Linked DNA regions of Zea mays: region 1 is linked to region 2. A link is a contact called in public Hi-C data. All regions are on one chromosome and are shown on one strand. Each heading gives the region's core, a stretch centred on a gene start, on an enhancer-like site or on the middle of the called end of the contact. The rest is flanking DNA. Distances are from core to core; before and after follow the strand shown. Region 1 has its middle 16 kb from the start of LOC100273107. Region 2 holds the start of LOC100278652.

Evidence for each region. Hi-C and Micro-C count contacts between places; a contact is called where the count stands out from the background.
Region 1: a contact with region 2 is called in a Hi-C map of endosperm, with 5 times the contacts expected there. The contact joins the enhancer-like site here to the promoter of LOC100278652 in region 2. A contact is called at or near these places in 4 of 25 Hi-C or Micro-C datasets (bundle sheath, endosperm, leaf and 1 more).

What each region holds. Positions count from the first base shown.
Region 1 is chr3:161,985,038-161,991,081 of Zm-B73-REFERENCE-NAM-5.0, forward strand. No RefSeq gene overlaps it. Among protein-coding and RNA genes, the nearest start is that of LOC100273107, 16 kb to the right of the region's middle. Within about 2 kb of position 1,359, at least 19 of the 20 cell types and tissues checked have an H3K27ac peak or open chromatin away from gene starts, as enhancers often do. A contact at or near this core is called in bundle sheath, endosperm, leaf and 1 more, where this site is marked.
Region 2 is chr3:161,858,442-161,864,680 of Zm-B73-REFERENCE-NAM-5.0, forward strand. LOC100278652 reads left to right here and starts at 3,048. Exons shown (of 1, transcript NM_001372465.1): 1 at 3,048-4,953. The coding sequence starts at 3,420. The coding sequence ends at 4,646. It also overlaps the pseudogene LOC103650842.

The DNA.
Region 1 (6,044 bases), core at 109-2,608, 120 kb after region 2:
TCACTGGCTGCGTTAGAGACTAGATCATATATCCCTGGTGTTTGTATGAGAGATGAGTCTACCGATGAATATTGGCTCGCGTACTGGCCCTCTTTTTTATTATGTATGTGGTGTGAAAGTGTGCGAGGATGATATCAACCACAACATTAAGAGCCCAAATAGGAAGCTAAGAACATACAAAAAGTATTGCTAGCAGCAGAACATGGGATTGGAAAGATGTTTTGTGACATGTTTACTTCTCCTAACCAGTTCCAATTCATCCTTTAAAAATTTCCCTCAACTGTGCCCCAGCACCTTAGGGGGTGATCCAACAATACTGTTGTTGAACCTTCCTGGATCTCTCAAAGTGCACCTGATAAGCTAGGATAACCCTGTCGTTTGCCTCACCACCTTATGAAGCCGAGGGTCTTCCACTTTCCAGTGCTGCTGATTAGAATAAAGTTGTGTTGAACTGGCAGTTAATCCTGACACTGTTGGAGGAATGGCTGAAGCACCGCCAAACATGATGGTTCCTGTCCTGGGGCATGAAACCACAAGTCTTCATGAAAAGTCCACATATGTCTCCACTCCATATACTGATCAATGAGGTCTTTGTGCTCTTGTACCCAGAGGTGCCCTAATAGCTCACTCGGTTGCAAGCTCTCCATTTGTTTGTTAGTGAAATGCGGATTGTTTATCAGATCTAATGCCGAAAGCTCCCACGTGAGGCCTTGTTCGGTTATGCTAATCCATATGGATTGGAGTGTATTGGACAGGATTGAGACGGATTTAAACCAACTCAATCCTACTCAATTCACATGGGTTAATAGCAAAACGAACAAGCCTGAAAGAATAAACCAAGCTAAGGCCTTGTTCGGTTGTTTCAATTCCATGTGGATTTGTGTGTATTGGGATGGATTGGAATAGATTTTGACTTGTTATGGATTTAATCCGATTCAATACCACTCAATCCACATGGATTAACGACGAAACGAACAAGCCCTAAGTTGGTATGTTGTGCTTCGAAAATCTCCGGGGTCGGGGTCCTGTGGGAAAGAATTCAGCGTTGTACTAGTACCTTGTGCAGACGACGCAGCACAACAAAGAGCTTGTCAGGCGACAACTGCAAATTCTTGATCTCATCCGCAAATGCAAGAAGGCGAAGAAGAGCACTATTTGGTTTGTTCAGCTGCTGCGTTTAACTACGTTGTTTGTAGGGTAGAAGAGGTGGGTGTGTTCAGCGGTGACATTGGCCGATTTTTTTATGCCGCCGTCGCCGTGCCTGCACGCGCAGGAGGGCCGTTACGTGCTGCTGCCTGCTGTCCGGGGGGTACACTGTCCGGCGTGGGCCGGAAGCCCGACGCGCTTGGGCTGGTGCGCGCATGGTTGAAGCCGCCAGAAAACGGGCTGCATGGCAGATGGGCTCCGTATTGTATTATCGCCCATGACACGGCCCTTTCTCACAAGAACAAACCGAGGCTGCTTGGCTGACGAGAGAGCAGCTTCTTCTAGATCCGTGAGCGTGACTCTGTGAGCGGTAGCTATCTTGCTGCTCTGTGGTCAGACAGCCGTATCGCTGTTCTCTGTCAGGCAACTATCGCTGCCATGCAACCCGATATGCTTATCCGTTTGATAGCAGTAGTTTCTCTACTCTACACCACACCCATCTATCTATCTTGAAAGAGTTCCCGTGTGTTCCGGATCATTCTTCTGTCGCTTGCCTTTTTTTTTCTGCTCCAATGATGATTTGTCTCCAAACCAGCATAACACCTGCGTGCGTGCGTGCGTGCCTCTAACCTGAAACCATGCGGCAGTCGGGCTCATCTCTTTCTTCATCATCCATCTCCGAGAGGCCGATGTGCATGCGACTGACGACGCTGTTCTTTGTGCTTTTAAAAGGGTCTGGGGCTTCCATAATAGCGTTGACACTGCCCCTGAGTAGAGAAGAGTTGCGTGCATAAGCTAAGAGGAGCTTATTGTAGCTAGTAGTGTTTCTTTTATTGGGGTGGACCTTCAGCTTTCAGATTAATTAACCACTATATTCCAAACATCAAGGTTCAGTGCAGCAAGCTATATAGATATTTTTCTCCAATAATCCATATGTGCCTGCCCTCTCCGATAATTAAGTCGAAGAATGATTGGAAAGCATGCCTCGATGACTCGTAGAAATAGGACGCTCTAAATCCACAAGCAAGGCAACATCAGACGCACAACTGTCCCCGACTCACAAATAGTACGTCACATGACATCCTCCCTACCTGCAACTGCAAATACACGCCACCGGAAGAAGCAGCGAGCGAGCGAGCAGCATGCATCCATCCATCCATATGATCGTCTATATATCTACGGAGTATAATTAATACAATACACAAGGACACGAAGCTAAGAGCGATTAGGCTACTAGCAGGTCTTGCTCCGCTAATCGCCAGGTTATAATCAGCAGCTAGCTAGCAGGCCGGCCATGCCATCTTGGCTTTTCCCTCTCCCTCACGCTAACCCACCCGACAACAGTGTTGACCCGAGCGCCCTAATCATGCAGCCAACCCACGCGCGCCGCCTTAAACCGGTCCCGACAACGCTGATCCGCATTACTATTATTTTTACGCCGGCCGTGACACCACGGCGGTGCCTGCCGGGCTCGCGGCAGCTGCCGGCCGTTGATGAGTTGACTAGCGGTAGACTCGCCGGGTACTCAACCGGGGCTAAAGAGTACCGGTAAGGTCGCTGTCGGCGAACTGCGAATCGCCCGCCCTCATCTTCTCTGCGCAGTCAGCGTTGTCGGAAACAGCGTCTTTTACATCGTCCGGCCCCCTTGTCTTGGACGGATGTCGCTTGTTGCGTTGCATATGCGACGTTAACGTCTGACCTAGAGCTAGCTGTGTGTGTTTTATTATCGAGGCAGGGAAAGTGTTCCTCTTTTCCTGCCCTCCAATATTAACACACTTTTAATCGGTAACAATACTAATGCCGGACCCGGACCGTACGTGTGCACTAATTGTTAGAGATAAAGATGGAATAGGATAGAAACCAACCTCTTTTCTGTAGAAGTATTTTTTTTTGTCTTGTCTTTTGAAACGGTTTCTGTAAAAAAGTATTTGTTCCTATATACTACTTATATTTTACAATAGATATAGACATATGCATATGCTAGTTGATTACTGCTGCCGAGCTGGGGATTTGCGGAGACATGTGTGGCGCGCGGGACACATGAGCGTACGTGTGCATATGTTCTTCAGTAGTAGAGAGCATCTGTGGCCCGATATGATGATCTGCACCTAATAATCGATCCTAGCTAGGTTGCTTTCAGAATTTATACCTCCGGGCCACCCCTTCCACGGCTGCGAGGGAGAAGGGATCGGCACCCGGTTCCGTGCTGTGACTTGAGAAAATGGCATGTTCTGGGCAAAGATTTCAACGTGTGCGATCTACGATTAACCCTGTCGCCGATTTAATGATTACTTGGAACGACAAGACATTTGGAGACACGATATATATATATATATATATATATATATATATATATATATATATATATATATATATATATATATATATATATATATATATATATATATATATATACACACACACGCACACAATACAAGTAGTATATATATTTGTGGTACAGTGGTAGGAATTCGGGTGCAAGAAGTAGGTGCCATGTTAGGTCTGGGGCCTATATATACTCTATATGCACGGGGTAGCTAGCTGCCCTTGTTCTTTTTCCACATGGAAAACACACACAGAGAGTAGTCGCCGCAAGCAGACAGATGACAAATGTCCCTGATGAACGAAACCCTGTCGATCAGAACCGGGGAGGTCGGATTTATCATTTTCTCCGTGACTAATCCTGGCTCTTACACTCATCAGCTATTAAATTACGCGGCGGCCGACGTGGACGGGGTGGTGCCGGATGCGGCACCCGTCCGGCTGTATACGCTTTACCTGCGGGGGCCGGGGGGTCGCTTTCGGGACAGGAGGAGGACTCGTGATCGATCGATCGATCGACCGATCCCTTCCGGCTGGCTACGCGGTCAATTTAAAGCCCAGAAGAAGAAGCAGGCGGGGCAGCTCGCCTGATGTCAGAGCGCAGGCGAGCGGTGTCGAATTGCCTGGCACGGACGCGCTTGGCTTCTCCCGCGCTGGTGATTTGTAAAAAGCCTTAATCTTTAATTTGCGAGGCTGTCCGGAACCTAATCCAGCTTCGTACTGCTACAGAAAAGCGCCCGGCCGTCTCTGGATTAACAATGCGCGCTTTTGGTCCTGCATGCGCTAGCCTGCGCCTACAGCAGGTAGCAGCAGCAGTTGCTGTTGCTATTGTTGTTTAACTTATCGGGGAAGGAGGGAGGCAGGGTTAGTTAGCTTCTCGGTGGTGTTGTGTGTGTACTGCTGCATCATCTGCTTAGATCAGTCAGGCATGCGTCCGTTGTGCATGTTGATTGCTGCTTTTGCTTCGTTCTGAAGAGGAAGCTGGCGGAGTTCGTATAAGCACGTCACTGTAGTCTATAACACAGTGGTCGTCGTCGGGCGGATGCTTTGTTCGCTTCGGGTTCTGCTGCAGCTACAATCCCCTTCTCCTAGCCTGCTTCCTTCGGGATTAAAGCCTTTTGCTCGCTCGTTCTTTCAAAAACATCGCCCTGTTCGTGCATGGACCACCCCAATAGTCTCTCTGTCTACGTTCTTCCTCACCGAACAAACAAGGCCTGCTCTTCAGTGCACGAACAGGCAGCGAGCGTCAACAGCAGCAGCAAGAGGACCCGAGGCCGGAGCCGGAGCCCCCTCAAGACTCTCCCTTCCCTGACGCCGTATTATTTTACGGGGAAGTGACGCCATGGCGGTGGCGGTGCGCCCCCGGACCCCGGTGGGTGCGTGCGCGTGCGCGTCTGCGTCTGCGTCTGCGTCCGTCCCCGTCCCTGTCCCCGCCCCTCTGCACTGCGGCGTGCTCTCTCGCGTCCCCTCGCCATCAGACGCGCGCGCATCCAACGTCACCGAAACGTCGAGCACAGTGTGCTCACGCCAGTATGTCACGGAGGGACGGGGTGCAGTGCAGCCAAAGGAACCAGGGCGCGAAAGAGATCGAGGGGGAGAGGAGTTGTTTTGTTTTCCTTCCTCCAGCTCCACGGTAGTAGAGTAGCCATAGTCAGGGGCGGACGGACAGATGGGGTAAAGTGGGACATGACCCTCCCTCAATTTTAAAAATTCCTATATCTGATGTTAGCTCAATTTTTAAAATTCCTATATCTTATGTTAAGTATAAAAAAATAGAAAGTTAGGTGGGCTAAAACAGTCTCGTATGTATGTCTGGATTGTCTCGATCTCTTTGTTTTAGTTCTCATATCTATCTATTCGGCTCCATTTTTTCTGACATCACCTGATCCAATCCGCTTTGACACCCTGTTTCTGTGACGCGCGACGTTATCTGACCTCGCTCCCTTTCTGGCTCTATTCTTTCTGAAAGATTGAATATTTGGATTACACTAGAATATTCACTTTTGATTGTGAATTTGGAGATTAGATAAATAGTTGATGATTATTGCTCCCTTTTATTTAGATATCTAAATGAGGAGATTTTTTACCGTTTTAACGGGGTCCACGGCCGGTGGTTAGGACGGTACCAATGTGAACGACTCGTGTATTGCACAAATAAGAATTTTAGAATAAACAAGTGTTGAATGGGCATTTAATCTAGATGAAATAGTTGTATATCCAGCCTTAAGAACACAAATTGATGATTAGGTCATTATTCGACGATTGATGATGAGATCAATATTCGACGATTTTTGCACCGGTCAGCAAGAACTTAACGACATATTTACTTATTTTTTTACATTGTTTCTTTCTTTGAACTTACGCGTATTGAATTCTATGCGGCAATAGTTTTTATGGTTTGTCGTGTGATTTTTTTGGCTTTCTATAAGTTCCCGTCCTACGTCCGCCACTGAGAGTAGGTGTTGCAGATGGAGTTCGGTTCTGATCGCATGGTTTAAAATTTTTAACCCCGCTGTCTCGATGCGGCAGTTAGTTAAAGATTGTTATCCTGGAGGAGTAGCCATGACATGGGCCTA
Region 2 (6,239 bases), core at 1,798-4,297:
CTTCCGTCCCACTCAAGCTTCGTCTTGGCCATAATCTTATATACTCGTAATCCAATTCCGAAGATACCTGCTCACACATTTCACTTGGAAAACATTGTTAAACCATGTTTTTGAGGACCTTCGGAAGCCGAAGGCCCCCAACACCACCTAAAAGGTTACGCTCCGCATCATACCCTCCTACATGAATTATTTTCATTCCTATTATGATATCGTAGTTCCATTACCAATCTTAGTTACTAAAAACCATATAACACAATTTCTCTGTAACTGCATTTCATAATAATAAAAATCTTATATTTTCCTATGCAATATATTACATACTAGGCTGACTATTAAATTCTAAAATTCGTTTACAGGTTCAAACAAGGGACGATACGCATCGGAAAAGAAATGGACATCAAATCCTCCAAGAACTGAAGTTTCACTCAAATCTTCATCGATCTTTTAAGTTGCAGAATGTCTATTTTGCAACCTATGTATAATTATATATGATGAGCTGCTCAGCTCTTTGAAAATAATTTATGTAAATATAACAGCCTAATTCTACGTAATGCAACAAACATGTTGACTCTGATCACAACTCACGTAACTCTATTTCATATAAATATATAACATCTGCAGTAATCAAATTAGAAAAAAAATTCTAACGCGCGTAGGGCGCGCCCCAGTGACTAGTTGCATATAGGCCTTAGTGACATATTTAGAGAGCAAGTAAAGATATTTGTGGGACGTGGGAGAACACCTTAAAAAATCTTAGGGGTTACTCAGACAATCCTTTAAGGATGTCTACTACTCTTTAATCGACTGTAGAGTAGCCAGTTTTAACCTAGAGGACTACATGACACATATCCTTAGAAGATGTTTATACGATTCTCTAAAGATTGGAAGACTTGTAGAAAATATACTCAAGCTCTTTATGCTAAATAACAAGAGGCTGAGGGCTACATCTATTTGCTAAGAGAGCCCACGATTACCTCTCGAAAGAGAGGGCCGATGTGGGACGGCCGGAAGCCGGAAGCCGGAAGCAAAGGGAAAGGGGTGGACAAGGCCGGCACGGAATTCCATGGCGCCGATGCAGAGAGCTTGGTCAGAGAGCTGACACGAGCACGATCCCCCTCCCCCTCCAAAGAAAAGATACTCAGCTCTCAGCTGACACGAGCCCGTACGGAATGGAATCATCGGCTAGGGCGAAAGCGACCGGACTTGCTGCGGCCAGCAGCCACACCGGCCACCGCAGCAGGCATTCATGCCGTGCGCCTGCCCCTGCCCCTGACCGGCGCCGCGTACCGAACCTGCTCGGGCTGACGTGCTTTGCCCTTTGCCTTTGCCTTTGCCTTGCCTGCCTCGCTCTCGCTGCGCCAAAGCCTGGACACGACGACACCCGATAGCAAAGCAACCTCATAGCTAGCTAGGCTCGCCTTCGCGGCGGCCTGACAGCCCTGCACTGGAGCTAGGGCGCCGTCGGCATGCGTGGGCCAGCCAGCCAGCCAGCCAGCCAAGAGCCAACCGGCGGGTTCGTAGCATACGATGGTGAGGGCGGTGCCTCCTCCTGTCCTGCATGGTGGTGTCTCTCACAGCCGAGAATCTTTTCAGACGGCGATCCGATTGCGATGCGGCTGTTCACGACTTGGTCAGAACTCAGAACGCGCCCGGCCTGCATGCATGTGAGAGGTGCAGGACCCTTCTTTGCGTTTTGTGGTCCGACAGACACGATCTCGGCGTCGTCAGTCAGGGTCGATGGGGCGCAGCGCGGGCGGCTGTAGCACCCAGCTTCCACAGCGAGCGGCTGCGGCAGCTGCAGCTGCACCGTGAAACCATACATACCTTGGTGAGCGGGTGATACAGTCTGTGGCACTGCTGTGCCGTGCAGAGATATATATGGAGGGGGGACAAGGATCCACGAGCGAAAGGGCGTGTGCTACAGCAGCGGTTGCGTTGCGGGTACTACTCCAGTTAAGCGCCATTGGCCATTCCGTCCCCCCACGCATTGGTTGCATTGCCAGACAGTTGTGCTGGGCATCCGAGGCAGGCGCCTTTCAGCTACTACTCTCTTCGAGTATATACCTAGGCCGGAGGAGCAGAACATGCATGATTGATCGATCGGTGGTTGGTTAATCCGGCTGGCTTCAGGCTAGCAAGCTGCATGGGGGCACCACGAACCACGTGATCCGACCGGCGGCCGCTTCCTCCCCCTCCTTTCCGGTGCAAGCGCATCATCGTGGCATGTCCACCTCCCTCCCCTCCCTGGCTCCCTGCACAAACCACCCGTGTCCGGTTCGGCCTACGGCTTCCCTGTTGCTTCCCGCCGACCGAATCCCCCCGTCGCGTTTCGTTTCGTTTCGTTTCAGCAAGCGCATGCAGCACAGCACGCACCCGCATACCTGCAACCGACGCAACGACCTGCACGTTATGCGTGGTCCCCCCGAGCCCACCGGCACGGCGTACGTACGTACGCGCCGTAATATTATTGGGATCGGACGTGACACAACACAACGCCTGCAACCACCGTTGTATATCCGTGGACGTGGAGTGTGCGAGTGACAAGCGCATGCCGACGGGGGGGCATCGCTGTAGCTGCTTGCGGCTGGGGCACTGTTCCGCGCCACCGAAACTGACGTGGCGGCCCGGTCGGCATCAACGAACCCAACCACCTGATAACGCGACTGCTTGCTTTGCTCTGTTTTGTGTCCGTGCGAGCTCATCGTTTCCACTGCGACATGGCTGGGCTGGGCAGGTTCTCTAGCCATCTGGGATCGGTGCAGGCAGCAGCGGCGTGGGTTCGGTTCACGCCTGGGTACCGCAACAGTGCGTTCAGTACGGACATGTGGTGGTGCCTACGGCCTGTCTGTCCTGTGGTTTGCTCTAAGCTCCGGATGTGGGTGTGAGCAGACCTGTTGCTTAACGGCACTCACTCGTCCAACGCCTTGACCTCACTCTCTTCGCGCTGTGTGTCACTCACTGTGTGTGAGTGAGAGAGAGCGGCAAGGCAACTAGGCAAGCAAGTAAACGTGACGGTGGGGGCGGCCGTCCCCAGAAACGGGCGAATAAAGAGCGTCACCAGACAAAGATTTCAGAGCGCATATGCAACGCTGCGTTTTCGCGTCAGGCGAGGCGGAAATCGTGGCAGCGGCAGCGGCAGCCGAGCCGAGCCTGAACGGCTGCCACTGCTGCCACACCACCATCACTCACCTCTCCCACGCCCCCACCACCAGACCTTCATGAGTTGATGTGATTGATAAATAACGCGTCAGGTCGCGCTGTCCACACCTCCCGCGGCTCGCCAAGCTCCGCTCACACCTCACAGTCACAGCAGCATGACTCTGTAGTCCATCTCCCTTTGCAGCCGCCGCCGCCGCCGCCTCGAGTGGCTCCCAGATCCGAGCCGACGCCGGAGCAGGGACAAGCCGCTGCCAGCGGCAATGGCGGACGCCGTGGGGGCGCTACCTCCTCCTCCTCTGCCGCCGCCGCCGGAGTGCGAGTCCGGGAGGTCCTCGCCGTCCCACGCCGCGTCGCCGGAGTTCGAGTTCTGGATGGTGGGCAGGAACCCGTCCCCGGCGCTGCTCACCGCCGACGAGCTCTTCTCCGGCGGCGTCGTGCTCCCGCTCCACACCCTCCAGGCGCCAGGCGCTCCGGACGGCGACGGCGCGCCTCAGCCTCAAGCCGACGCGGACGCGGACGCGGACGCCGCGGCGCTCCCGCTGCCTGACGCGCAGGCGCAGGTGGAAGGGGAGGCCGCGCAGCCGCTCGCGGAGTCCGCCATCGCGCCGACGCCGGACCTCCCCGCGGTCACGTTCAAGTGGAAGGACATCTTCAAGGCGGGCGCCGGCGCCGGCGCCGAGGGCAAGGAGCGCAAGAAGGTGGAACGGCGCGTGAGCAGCGTCAGCGGGAACGCCGAGCTGATTAACATCAACATATGGCCTTTCTCCAGGAGCCGCTCCGCCGGAGCAGGTGCCGGCACCTTGAGTAGGGCCAAGCCCAATCCGAATCCAAACCCAAACCCCAACCCCAACGCCGCCGTCGCCGCCAGCGGCGGCGCCAGCGTTAACGCCAACACCACCGCCAATGCCACCGCCCCGAGCGCGCCGCCGGCCCCGGCGCCGGTCCCGCGCAAGGTGAGCAGCGCGCCGTGCTCCCGTAGCAACTCCCGCGGGGAGTCCTCCGGGCCTGTGCCGACCATCCCCACCGCCACTGCAACTGCAGCGCCAGAAGCAGCAGCCGGAGAAGAAGACGCCGACGCGGCCACCCAGGTTCAGGCGGCGCCACTGACCGCCGCCGGCACATCCAGCGCCACGTCCATGTTGAGGAGGTGGGTGCCCGGACAGGGCCGTAATAACAACAACGCAGCAGGGCCCGGCGGCATCCGCGTGGGGCGGCCCAGCGCCGTGTGGAAGCTGAGGCGCAACAAGCTGCAGCAAACCGCCGCCGAGCAGAAGCAGGTGGGCGGCAAGAAGAAGGCGGCCCCGGCCCAGGAACCCGCCGCGGCCGCGGACGCGGACGCAGATGCAGCCAGCGACGACAAGGCGTCGCCGAGCGTGGCCGCGCCAGCTGCCGGGTGCCGGAACAACGTGGAGGGCGCCGGCGAGGAAGGGAACCCGCCGCAGGTGCTCTTCGGGCTCCGGACCTTCTTCTCCAAGAAGGTGTACTGATCAGCAGCAAGCCATGGCATTGTACTTTGTACATACAAATTCGAGCTCTAGGCTCGCTCTTCCACATTTTCACCTTACCTGCCCCCTTCTTTTCTTTTTTTTTTTGCCTTTTTTTTATTACTCTCCTTCCTCTGCTCTAATTCGATCGAGTAGCTTCGATATCCTCTGTACTGTACTAGAACGAAGCTAGGCCTCAAGTAGTCGCCTCAAGCAGGCCAGCCATGAGCCATCGTCGTGTGTCGACCATGGATGAAGCAGAAAGCACCCATGTCCATGTAAACGGTAGTAATGTAACAAGCATGCATCATCCGTGTCGCTCGCTCGTCGCGTCGTGTCGTGTGTGCGTGCCGGCAGTAACGATCAGTGGTGAAACTTTCGGTGGTGGGTCGGCGACTTTGCCATGGCGCGGACCGCGGAGGCGCCCATGCCCGGTGTGTCCAGTGCCGCCGTGCCGGGACGACGAGACATGACGAGATGCCAAATGATTTGGGGGGGGATGATTTGGGGGGGGGGGGGGGGGGGGGGGGCAAAAGGCTGGGAAAAAAGGCAGTGCGGCAGGCAGCTAGCCAGGCACACAGGCAGGGCGCCGTTGGGTGGCCTCTGCGGCGTCTGTCACGTCGAGCGATCGATTCATTTCCTGCGGTCCAGCGGATGGACGGGGATCAGGGACGGACGGGAGCGGGACAAGGTATTGGCAGCAGCAGCAGCAGCGCATGCGGCCACTCGCTATGGAACAAGCGGCGTCCGCGGGAGCCGGGAGGGCCATATGCGCTCGCCAGGGCGGGCGTGGCGGCGAGCGCGCGACACCAGCCACGCACCGCCCACGGCGCACGCCTGCCGCGCGCATCGCAGCGCAGGCAGATGTGCCGCATTATTCTACGGCTCCCCCGAGCCGTCGCCCATGCTGCATTGCTGCTACTGTTCAGTGGGAAGGAGCGGCGGCGCCGGCGGCATGATTCGCCCTCGCCGCGCCAGTCGAGAGCAGCACACTCGATCCTGCTGGGTGCTGCCTGGGACCGTCTACGTCCCAACTCCCAAGCCATGGGATGAGAGAGTCGTGGACCACGCGCTGCGCCCGGCCCCGCCCGTGCCTCCCTTACCTGCGACCAGCAGATTTGCAATCCATCTGCCTGCGATGCGATGGGACCGAGCAGTACTAGTAACCAGTAACCACAGCCCAAGTGGAGCGGCGAAACAAATACCCCGCGGCGGCCGGTAATGACGCGGCAGTAAATCTGGGCGGCGGTGGTGGTACGGCACAGGCACAGGCACGGCGCCCGGTGGAATGGAGCGAAACGAGAGGCCGGCCGGACGGGGCAGATGTACCGTCGTGTGGCGTTAATGGATCGCTGTCCCTCTTAACTGCGCAGCTAGCTAACACGGTGAGTGGTACGAGCGCCGTGCCGGCAAGGCTAGGTGCACCAACACCGGGGTCCCATCGCAACTAGCCGGGCTGGGGCACAGGAGAGGCGAGATCCATCATGGATCTACAGCAGCAGCGTGGGTTCGCATCCCAATCGCATTAGGGCGCGCCGGCGCGTGTGGAGCTATGTGTTCGAGTATGTCTAATATATAAGTAAATGTAAAAAAAAC